Linked DNA regions of Pan troglodytes: all the other regions are linked to region 2. The links are chromatin contacts, called in public Hi-C and HiChIP or PLAC-seq maps. All regions are on one chromosome and are shown on one strand. Each heading gives the region's core, a stretch centred on a gene start, on an enhancer-like site or on the middle of the called end of the contact. The rest is flanking DNA. Distances are from core to core; before and after follow the strand shown.

Evidence for each region. Hi-C and Micro-C count contacts between places; a contact is called where the count stands out from the background. HiChIP or PLAC-seq counts read pairs in DNA pulled down with a chosen protein or histone mark.
Region 1: a Hi-C map of stem cell-derived neural progenitor cells shows a contact between it and region 2, with 7 times the contacts expected there. The contact joins the promoter of EFNA4 here to the promoter of UBE2Q1 in region 2. A contact is called at or near these places in 1 of 7 Hi-C or Micro-C datasets (stem cell-derived neural progenitor cells) and 1 of 1 datasets of contacts at active chromatin or transcription factors (stem cell-derived excitatory neurons).
Region 3: an H3K4me3 HiChIP or PLAC-seq map of stem cell-derived excitatory neurons shows a contact between it and region 2, with 5 times the contacts expected there. The contact joins the promoter of KCNN3 here to the promoter of UBE2Q1 in region 2. A contact is called at or near these places in 2 of 7 Hi-C or Micro-C datasets (blood and stem cell-derived neural progenitor cells), 1 of 1 datasets of contacts at active chromatin or transcription factors (stem cell-derived excitatory neurons) and 1 of 1 other capture datasets (stem cell-derived neural stem cells).

What each region holds. Positions count from the first base shown.
Region 1 is chr1:94,128,209-94,131,749 of NHGRI_mPanTro3-v2.0_pri, reverse strand. EFNA4 (ephrin A4) reads left to right here and starts at 1,413. Exons shown (of 5, transcript XM_054686887.2): 1 at 1,413-2,574; 2 at 3,073-3,191. It overlaps ADAM15 (ADAM metallopeptidase domain 15), which reads left to right. Exons shown (of 22, transcript XM_003308408.7): 20 at 53-127; 21 at 883-1,007; 22 at 1,098-1,413. The coding sequence ends at 1,140.
Region 2 is chr1:94,628,358-94,631,746 of NHGRI_mPanTro3-v2.0_pri, reverse strand. UBE2Q1 (ubiquitin conjugating enzyme E2 Q1) reads right to left here and starts at 1,251. Exons shown (of 13, transcript XM_001152268.6): 1 at 781-1,251. The coding sequence starts at 1,107.
Region 3 is chr1:94,323,317-94,326,583 of NHGRI_mPanTro3-v2.0_pri, reverse strand. KCNN3 (potassium calcium-activated channel subfamily N member 3) reads right to left here and starts at 1,545. Exons shown (of 8, transcript XM_016928054.4): 1 at 170-1,545. The coding sequence starts at 1,162.

The DNA.
Region 1 (3,541 bases), core at 164-2,663, 500 kb after region 2:
TCTCTGCTTCCTCTTCCCCCTCTGTGCCTATCTGCCCCTCCTGCCCTCTCAGCAGGCTAGTGCTCTCAGCTTCCCGGCCCCCCCTTCCAGGCCGTTGCCGCCTGACCCTGTGTCCAAGAGACTCCAGGTAAATCTGGGCCAGGGCCCGCCCTGAGCCAAGGCAGGTGGGAGGCTTGGTACCCAACTGCAGTTCTCATCCCTGCTCCCTGCCAGTGGTGCTCTTCATTAGGTGATCGGGGTGCCCCTCAGCCTTCAGACACTCTGAGCCCCAGAAGCAGCAAAGGGTGAGCCTCCTGCCTTGGTTTCTACCACCATCTGGTGGTCAATGGCGGGACTGCAGTCGGCCAGGGACTGCGGTTGACCTACACCTTCCTCCCCTGAGACATCAGCTGGCATGCCTCCAAGCCCTCTGCGCATGCCCTCATTCTCTCCTGCCCCCTGGCTGACTTTGCATGTTGACTTGAACCCCTCTGGGGAATCTCTGTGCATGTCCACAGCCCCTGGTTATGCTCTCACAGCCACTGCCCCTCTCTCTGTTCAGGCTGAGCTGGCTGACCGACCCAATCCCCCTACCCGCCCTCTGCCCGCTGACCCGGTGGTGAGAAGCCCGAAGGTAACGGTGGGGGGAGAGAAGGGCACGGCCTCTCCCCCCACCTAGGGCTGTGGTGCTGGTAGCCATGACGGTGGTGGCCGTGGCGAGATGCCCCCTCAGTGCATGAGGGCACATATCCCGGTGGTGCCTTTAATGGTGACAGGTTTGTTTGCAGACAAGGGTGACCGCTGGTGCTGCCCCCAAGCTGGTGTTCCCCAGCACCAGTGCGTTGGGGGTGGGCAACATGACACCCCCCCACCTAAGCCGGCCTCCTGCCTTCTCTCCCTCAGTCTCAGGGGCCAGCCAAGCCCCCACCCCCAAGGAAGCCATTGCCTGCCGACCCCCAGGGCCGGTGCCCATCGGGTGACCTGCCCGGCCCAGGGGCTGGAATCCCGCCCCTAGTGGTACCCTCCAGGTAGGAGGAGCCCTGGGCATGGGTGGGCGGGGCGAGTGACCTGGGGGAAAGGGGCCTCTGACTCTTTTTTCTTGGCTTCCCGCAATCCAGACCAGCGCCACCGCCCCCGACAGTGTCCTCGCTCTACCTCTGACCTCTCCGGAGGTTCCGCTGCCTCCAAGCCGGACTTAGGGCTTCAAGAGGCGGGCGTGCCCTCTGGAGTCCCCTACCATGACTGAAGGCGCCAGAGACTGGCGGTGTCTTAAGGCTCCGGGCACCGCCACGCGCTGTCAAGCAACACTCTGCGGACCTGCCGGCGTAGTTGCAGCGGGGGCTTGGGGAGGGGCTGGGGGTTGGACGGGATTGAGGAAGGTCCGCACAGCCTGTCTCTGCTCAGCTGCAATAAACGTGACATCTTGGGAGCGTTCCGCAGAGTTTGTCTGCTTCTAGAACCCGGGTCGCTCCTGCTGAGGTTCCAGGTCTGGCCGCCAGAAGACGCTGCCGCCTCAGACGAGGGCGGGCTGTGTGGGGCGGGAGTACCAGAAAGGGTCGGCGTGTGTCCCCGGGATGCTCGCAGCTTCCCTCTGCCCAGACTGGGGTGGCTTTCGGCGCAATCTGTCAAGCTGTTGGAAATGCCGTCCCCACTCTGACCATTGGCTGGGAAAAGTGGATCTGGCTGATGCTCCCAGAGCCCAGGAGCCAGGGCGGAGCGGGACGGCGGCTGCTCCCACGATCCCAAGGCCGCGCACCTGCCTCCTCCCCCTCCGCCGCCGCCACCTGAGGGATCGGGAACAAAGGTGCTTTGTACAGGCCGCAACCACCTCATTACTTCGTCTTAGGGACTGGGGCCGCGTGGGCCCCCAGCCCGGAACGAAGGTGTGGAGCGGCAAGGGACAGACGCCAATCCTAAAGTGAGCATCTAGCGCGCCACCTAAGGCTCTTTAGGGAAGGTGGTCCCAGAGCTGTGTTGTCCCTTCCGCTTGCACTGTCCCTAGATGTGCAAAGAAAACGGGGCAGTGCATGAAGGTGGTTGGACAGGCTTCATGGATCCTCGCCCGCGCCTCACTTTCCCCTATCTGGGCAAAGGTTATGTACCCTTATTTAAAATCTTCCAAACTTCTAATAAGGCAGTCTACCCTGCACTAAAGCAGACACGAAAGGGATGGCCTCCCTAAAAATACTGGTGTTGGAATACGTCCTTCCTTCCCGCCCCCTCGCAGTGCGGTGCAGCCTCAGTGGAAGCTTTGGCGAACCTGGCGCGCGCTGCGGTGCACAGAGGGTTAACTGGAGTTGGCGCTGGGTGGAGAGGAGGAGACGCGCTCCCATTGGCGGAAAGTTATTCAGGGGCGGGGTCAGTGAATCTCCGTACCCCACTCCCCTTTCCGCAACTTCCCTCTTCACTTTGTACCTTTCTCGCCTCGACTCTGAAGCGGGCCGGGACCTGCCAGGCCAGACCAAACCGGACCTCGGGGGCGATGCGGCTGCTGCCCCTGCTGCGGACTGTCCTCTGGGCCGCGTTCCTCGGCTCCCCTCTGCGCGGGGGCTCCAGCCTCCGCCACGTAGTCTACTGGAACTCCAGTAACCCCAGGTAGCCGGGCCGAACCGGGCGAGCGCACAGCCAAGTCGGCGCGCTCCCGGGCTTTGCGCGCGCCCGCCACCCGCTCTTTGCGCGGCGCCGCCTGAGCCTGGCCGCGCGCCGGGGCTCCTTTGTTTGAGCCGGCGGGGGAGGGGGGAGGGGCGAGGCGCGCCCTGGGTCTCCCCACAGCCCGCATGTGTTGGGGGGCAGGCAGAAGACCCCAGCCCCAAGGGTTGTCTAGGGGGTCTTGGAGCATGGAGCTGGGGGGGCCTTTGCCCGCACTCCGGGCTCCGCCCCCCTCGCTGCTCTCCTGGCGATCCCCAGCCTCCCGCAGGCTGGAGCTGTGGCTGACGAACTTGAGAGCGAGGGAGGGGGCTTTACTCTTATGAAAGAGCGTGGGTTACTCTCCTGCCAGCTGGGTCTCACCTCTGGCTCTCACTCTGTCTCCTGATCTCATTTGCTATCTCTGCTTTCATCTCTGTCTTTATTGGTCCTTCTGTTTCTTTCCAGTGTCAGCCCTGCCCTTCTAGCCGAATCACCTCTGGGCAAGTCTCGTGACCTTCCTAACCTCATTTATCTCACCTGTATAATGGGCTAATAATACCTAGTACCCTGGGAAGTCTGGCAGGGTAAGTGAGGTCATGTATGTGAAAGAGGCTCAGGCTGTACAGATATAAACTATTATTTCTTTCTCTCTCCTGAGCTGCCTGCCTTTGAACCTCAGTATATTTTACTGTTTCCATCCCCCTCCCCAAGTCTCCCTGCCTCTCCTATTTCCCATCTGTTTTTCTTTCTGATTTTCTACTTGAGACAATCTGTGACTATTCATTTCTTCACTCACTTTTATTTATTAAACACATACTGTGTGTGCCCGGCCCTGTGCTAGGTTGCAGGGGATTAACTATATAGATGAGAAGATCAAGACCCTGCCCTCTGGGATTCCACAGACTCTCTGGAGAACAGGCGCAGGCAGGAGAGC
Region 2 (3,389 bases), core at 2-2,501:
TAGGATGGAATGACGCTCACAGGGGAGAAATGCAACTGTTACTGCTTAGAATAAATGGGGGTAGCCCTCGCACATCACATCACTATCATTACCAGGAAAAGCAACAACCCAGGGCAAATGGACAAATCCATAGGGAACAGGGAGGGGAGTGGCAGAACTGCTACCAGCTGAGGCAAAAAGAGGAGAGTTAGAGGTTACACCAGAAAAAGAATCCAAAGGAGAGAAGGAAGAGGAGTCAATGAATTGCAAACTATCACTTGGTGAAGTTGAGAGAGCAAGAGGGTCTGCATGAGGGATGCCTAGGCGGGGATCCCACAGGTGGCAACCTCCTAAGTCAGAGGTACTACTGAGAAGGGGGCATCGCTGAAATGTGCAGTGAGTTTCAGGCCAGGTCTTTGCAGTTAGGGTCAGTGCCGAGGCCTAAAACCTTGAAATAAGAGTAAGGGGAAGAAAGACGCATTCCTAGGTGGCAAGGTAAAGTTGTGGAGGAGTAGCCAAAAAGAGCCAAAATCATGAACCTTGGGATGTGGGTGGGTTCGTGGAAACGGGTAGTCTAGGCGCCATATGTCGGGGTGTCCCTTGCTATTGGGGTCAATGGTAGAGATTCTGGGTGCACTGCATAACCTCAACCAGCAGAAACAAATGTAACCTGGAGAGAAAGAACTGAGCCCTGAGAGGGGCTTCGGCCTCCCAGGTCCTTCGAGAGCAAAAAGCTGGATGGAGTGATCCTGGGTCCCTGACAAGGGGCCCCCACAGAGGCGCACGCGAGGGGGTCCTCACCGTGATGTTGCAGTGGATGCGGACAGGATCCCCAGGCACCGACCCCCGTGGGGGGAGATGCGGTCCGGGCGCGGCCCCCGCCCCGGCCCCTCCGGCCCCAGCCAGCAGGAACTCGCAGCTCAGCTCGTCCAGGCAGGCGCTGGCAATGCGGAAGCGCTCGTGGCCGCGGTGGAAGATGGACTCGAGCAGCTTCAGCTCTCGCCTCAGGCAGGGCCCCGGCCCCGGGCCCCCCCCTGGGCCGCCCCCGGCCCCCGGCGCCGCCCCCTGGCCCCCCAGCTGCTGCCCCGGCCCCGGCTGCTGCTGCCCCTGCGGCTGCGGCTGCTGCATCCTCCGCTCCGCTCCGCTCCGGGGCCGGCGGGCCGGGAGCCTCCGGCCTGCGCTCCGGGCTCCGCCGCCGCCGCCGCCGCCGCCGCGGTCCGCACTTCCTGATCCCCCCTTCGCCAAGATGGCGCCGCCGCCACCTCCGGGACAGGCCCCCCCCTCCGCTCGCTGGCCCCCCCAGCCGCCGGAAGCCGCGCGCCCCTCCTCCTCCTCCTAGGCGGCCCCGCCTCCGTCCCCCTCACGTGACTTCCCTGCTCTGGCCTCCTCCACGTGATCTCTCCGTCTTTCCCGCCCCCCTGTTCTCGCCTGCCACCCTCCACATGTGACCCGGGGCCTGGGGCTTGCCTCTGTGGGCGCCTCAGTGCGTGTTTGCGTACGTCGTGCGTGCTTGCGCGCGACGCCCCTTCGCCTGCGCTCCCCTCTCACGTGACTCGGTGCCGCGTGCTCCCAGGGGCTACCCGCGCAGGACGCTGTTTCCTGCCGCGGGCGCCGCTTCCCCCGCCCCCGAGCCGTGGCGAGCGTGCCCGGCACTCCATGGACAGAGAAGAAAGAAGTGCTGTCTTCCCCGTGCAGTCTTTATCCTGCTCCCACATGCTGGTCTTCGGCGCAGGATCCTGGAGCCTCTGCTCCCCGTGGGGGTGGGCATGCTGTGTCTTCACACTCGGGTGGGTGGTCGGGGTAGGAGCCGGGAACCGGAATGGAAGAGGCGTGGATTCTCGTCCCAGCCCTGGCTCTGATGGCGTTTTGTGACCTTGGGTTAACCACTTTCCCGCCGAGTCTCAGTTTCCTCATCTGTACAATGGCTCTCATGAGAATGATGCCTGTTTTTCCTATTGCCAGGGAGGGATTCGATGCGAGGACACCATAAAATGAGGAATGATAATAGATCACTGCTGTGTTATGTACAAGTGTTAGTTAATATCAGGCCTTTCGCGCTTTTCAGACCCCATGGGTCTGGACGAGGTTGGGGGAAGGACAGCATGGGCTTCCTCCACGGAGTCATGGAAGGAGTGCTGACTCGGGTGGTTCCCATTCCCTTTCCTAGGCCTAAATGGCTAACACCTTGTCGCAGTGGTCTTGGCAGCTGCCAGGAGTAGGTAGTGCCTCCGGACCCTCGCTAGGTGGCACTATGACAAAGGACAAAGCTGGTTGAAGCTACAGAAATCCCGAGCTGGCGTTCGTTTTGCCGAGGGCAGGTGTTATTAGCCTGTGGTAAGGCCTAGTCAATTCTGCTGGGCCAACTCAGCCCTTAAACCACTGGTCAGATTGCCCCCTTTCTCTCCCACTTGTACTAAAATGAGCTAGCCTTTGCTGGAAGACTATTCAGTTGCCTCTGCAGAGGCCTCCTTTGGTCAAGTTGGGGTATGGGTATTTAAAGACGATTATAGTCTGTTCCTGGTCTTCCTGGGGCCATTTATCTGGTTTAGGCAGCCTGAACAGTTTGCTACATGTTGACTTTGTGTCTGTGTGTGCAAGCTGATAGCATAAAAGGCTGTGGTGGGAATTCCTGTTAATTATTTCCTGAGCGAAGGTGTTTTGCAAATATATATATATATATATATATATATATATATTTATTTATTTTAAGACAGGGTCTTGCTCTCTCGCCCTGGAGTGCAGGGGCACAATCTCAGCTCACTGCAGCCTCGGGAGACCTCAAGCTATCCTCCCACCTCAGCCTCCCAAGTAGCTGGGATTACAGGCGCATGCTACCACAGCTGGGTAATTTTCGTATTTTTTTTGTAGAAAGTGGTCTTGGTATGTTGCCCAGACAGGTCTCAAACTCCTGGGCTCAAGTGATCTGCCCATCTCGGCCTCCCAAGGTGCTGGGATTACAGGTGTGAGCCACTGTGCCCAGGTGCAAATATTTTTAAATCTCCCAACAACATTGCAAGGTAAGTATTTTTACCCCTGTTTACAACTGGGGAAAAGGAGTGACTCTGTAAGGATATACAGTCTGTAAACAGAGTTCCTAGGCCTGTCTCCAAAGTCCATGCCCTTGTACCCTACTCTGCCTTTTTTAGTGTGTTGAACCCCAGCTCTGCCAACTACTAATGATGTGACTGTGGGGAAATTACTTAGCTTGTTTGTGCCTTAGTTTCCACACCTGTAAAATGGAGATCATAATAGTACTTACTTGTTAGGAGGATTATGTAAGAACACACGTAAAGTGCATAAAATAGTGCCCATGGTAAGAACTCAAACATTTTTTTAAAAATTGGGGCTCAGCAAGGCTTGTGTCTAGTGAAAGGAGAGAAGGGTAGGAGATGAGTCCAGTGAAGAAAGCA
Region 3 (3,267 bases), core at 296-2,795, 310 kb after region 2:
CACCACCACCTCTCTCTCCCAGTCTCCCTCCCAATCTCTCTCTCAATCCCTCTCTCTCTCTCTCTCTCTCTCTCAATCTCTCTCTCTCGCAATCCCCCTCTCTCAATCCCTCTCTTGCTACCTACATATTCCTTTTGTTCAAGGTATAAAGAGAAACCACAGCCCCTACCTTTGAGTACAAACCCCAAGAGAGCTCGGTCTCTATCACCATAACAACAATTCCAAACATCCCAAAAATCAGAGCATAGTCACTCAGTCGCTTTCTCTTTTCAAACAGGGCCCTCCTGTGTCCCAGCTTATAGCCAATGTTTTGGTTTTTCCGCTTGTTGGCTTTGGGGAAGGTGGTGCTGCTGGCGGTGGTGCCGGCATGCTGGTGGTTGTGGGTGGCATTAGGGTGATGGAGCAGGGTCTGGTGGGCATGGTTGTCCTCCCGGGAGGAGATGACGATCTCCGGGGGGTTGCTAGGGCTGAAAAGCTGGAGGGGTTGGCCCTCAGTCTCGGCCTCGATGAGGTTCCTCCGGGAGGCGCTGAGGCGGCTGAGGGGCTTCATGACCCCACCGCTATACTTGCAGGAGCTCATGGCGATCTCCGTGAAGGGGTTGCTGTCCCGCCGGTGCACCAGGGGGCTGGCCTGCCGGTGCCGGCTGCCTCCGCCAGGCCCACTTGTAGCTGTGGAACTTGGAGAGTGGCCAAGCAAGTGGTCATTGAGATTGAGCTGGCTGCCTTGCCTGGAGGAAGGGTGGAGGATGGCGGTGGAGTTGGACGAAGGGGGGGCCCTGAAAGCGGTGGGAGAGGAGTGCAGCAGGCCAGGGTGGACGGGCTGGCTCTGGAGTTGGGCGAGCTGAGACAGGGGATGCGGTGGCTGCTGCTGCTGCTGCTGCTGCTGCTGCTGCTGCTGCTGCTGCTGCTGCTGCTGCTGCTGCTGCTGCTGCTGCTGAAGCTGCGGAGGCTGAGGCTGCAGCGAGGGTCCCAGGGGCTGCTGGGGGGCTGCTGGTGGCGCTGGCGGTGGTGGCTGCTGCTGCTGTTGCTGCTGCTGCTGCTGCTGCTGCTGCTGCTGCTGCTGCTGCTGCTGCTGCTCATCCCCAGAGGATGGACAGGGGCACTTGGGGTCTTCATCCAAGTCCCCCACCCCTGAGTCATGGAAGTGCCCAGAAGTGTCCATCTTGGGGCCTGGCTGTATTCCCTGCAGCACAAGCCCCCACCCCAAAGCCACCCTCGCTCCAAAGATGTCCTCAAAGAAAGCCAGGCATCCAATCTCCCCCACCAGTGTCTTGGCTCCAGTCCTCTCTCTTTGGCTTGCTTCGGTTCTCTGGGGCTGCCTGGAGTCCAGACGCTGCCACTCAAGAATGCATTGTATTGGGCAGGGAGGGAGAGCAGGAGGGGAGCTTGGAGAAAGAAGAGGGGGTGAAAGAACTCTCTCAGGAGGTGGTCCTCTAGGAGCGTGTGAGGCCAGGCTCAGCTTCACTCCTCGCTGGCTCAATAGCTTCGCTTGCCTCCTCCTGCCACTGTTACATTGTAAGCCAAGCCCACTTATTAGCAGCTGGTCTCATTGGCTTGGCTTAACTCTCCAACCTCCTCCTAGCTCCGCCCCCCGCATAGGCTCCTCCCCAGAGGAGGGGCCTGGCGTCCTCGGCTCCGGCCCCAGTGGCGGCGCAGCGAGGACTGGGAACTGTAGTTTTTGCTCCCCCACCCCGGAGCTGAGCCGCTGTCCTCTTTCCTCTGACAGGTATGGCCACAACCCTTAAGCCCATGGCGATAAGGGATGTTCGCTCACGCGGGGCGATGGGGAGGAGGGACAGAGGGCCTCCGAAGGAGGGGAGGTGTGCACCCTGATGAGGGGGCAGACGGAGGGGAAGGCAAACATTTATTAACCACCAGGGTTTACGATAGGTTGTTTCACATATATTATCCGGATACAGTCTCCAAACACCCAAGGAGGTGGGCAGTATGGTCTCATTTACAAAGCCTGATGCTTAGAGATGTTGAGTAACAACGTCAAGGTCACAGAAGCAGGGGGGATCCACACCTTCTAACACCCGGTGGATAAACTCACCTACCATTGACTGAGTGCCTATGCCTCGTGTTCAGGGTCCTCTCTGTTATTTCCAACCCTCACATCAACCCCACAAAAATGATGTCATCACTCTCCTTTTACAGATGAAAATTGGAAGAAGAAGAAGAAGGAGAAGGAGAAGAAGGAGAGAAAGGAAAGTGGAAAAAACACTCAAACGCTCAAACATAGATATGTAACTTGTCAGATGTCATCCCGCTTGTAATTAAAGATGCTGGGATTTGAACTTAGTCAGTCTGACCCCACAGATCAGATACTTTCTCCCAGGATGCATTTCCACTATGATATTCAGTACAAAGTGGTTGTTCAATAAATATTGTTCAAATGTTGGTTGGGGAAAACAAAAGAGAAGCTGCTGAGGAAGAACTGGCCTCTCCAAAGCAGGGTGTGTGAAGTGGACCATGGCTCCAGCCCCTTGCCTAACAGCTGGGTGTGGAGTCACAGGGGGATCTGGCAGGAAGACTGAAGATTCCCCCATGGTCATTCCCTGCCTGATTTGCCCCATGGGGCTCTGAGAGTCAGAGCTAGGAACAGCTGCTGGCTTCCCAGGTTCAGAACCATCATCATCAAGTATTTATTAAGCCCCCACTGTGTGCAGAGGGGCTTCCAAAGGATGGGACCAGAGCTGAATTCATTTTCATTTCTAACCACAGCAGCCTTAGGAATCAGAAAGGAAGTCACCATGAGGGAATTCCCCAGCACACCTGGGGTTTTAAAAGGGAGGCCTCTTCCTCTCTGGCTCTTGATTCCCCATCACCCTTTGGCCTCTGTCCAGCTCCCTCCCTCGATGGGAAGAGGAAAGGGTAGGAGATCCATGCACACACACACAGACACACATCCAGAAAACATGTAAGCAGGTGGACATACGTGCACATGTGTACATGGTTGTGTGCACACACTAGCCCATGCATGCACGCATGCACACATATACACATAGGAAGCTCCTAAAGCAGCATTCCTGACTGGTAAGCAGCAAGTGTCCAGGTCAGGGAGGGACAGAGCCCCCCCAAAATGAGCCCAGAGTCCCCTCGGTATATCAGTTCTCACCTCTCCAATCCCCCATTAACCCTGATGATTGAGAGCTAAATATTACTTGTAATACAAGCCACGATCCCAGATACGTGACAATTGCTCTTGCACAATAATCTTGATTCTGGCCAGGCATGGTGGCTCATGCCTATAATCCCAGCACTTTG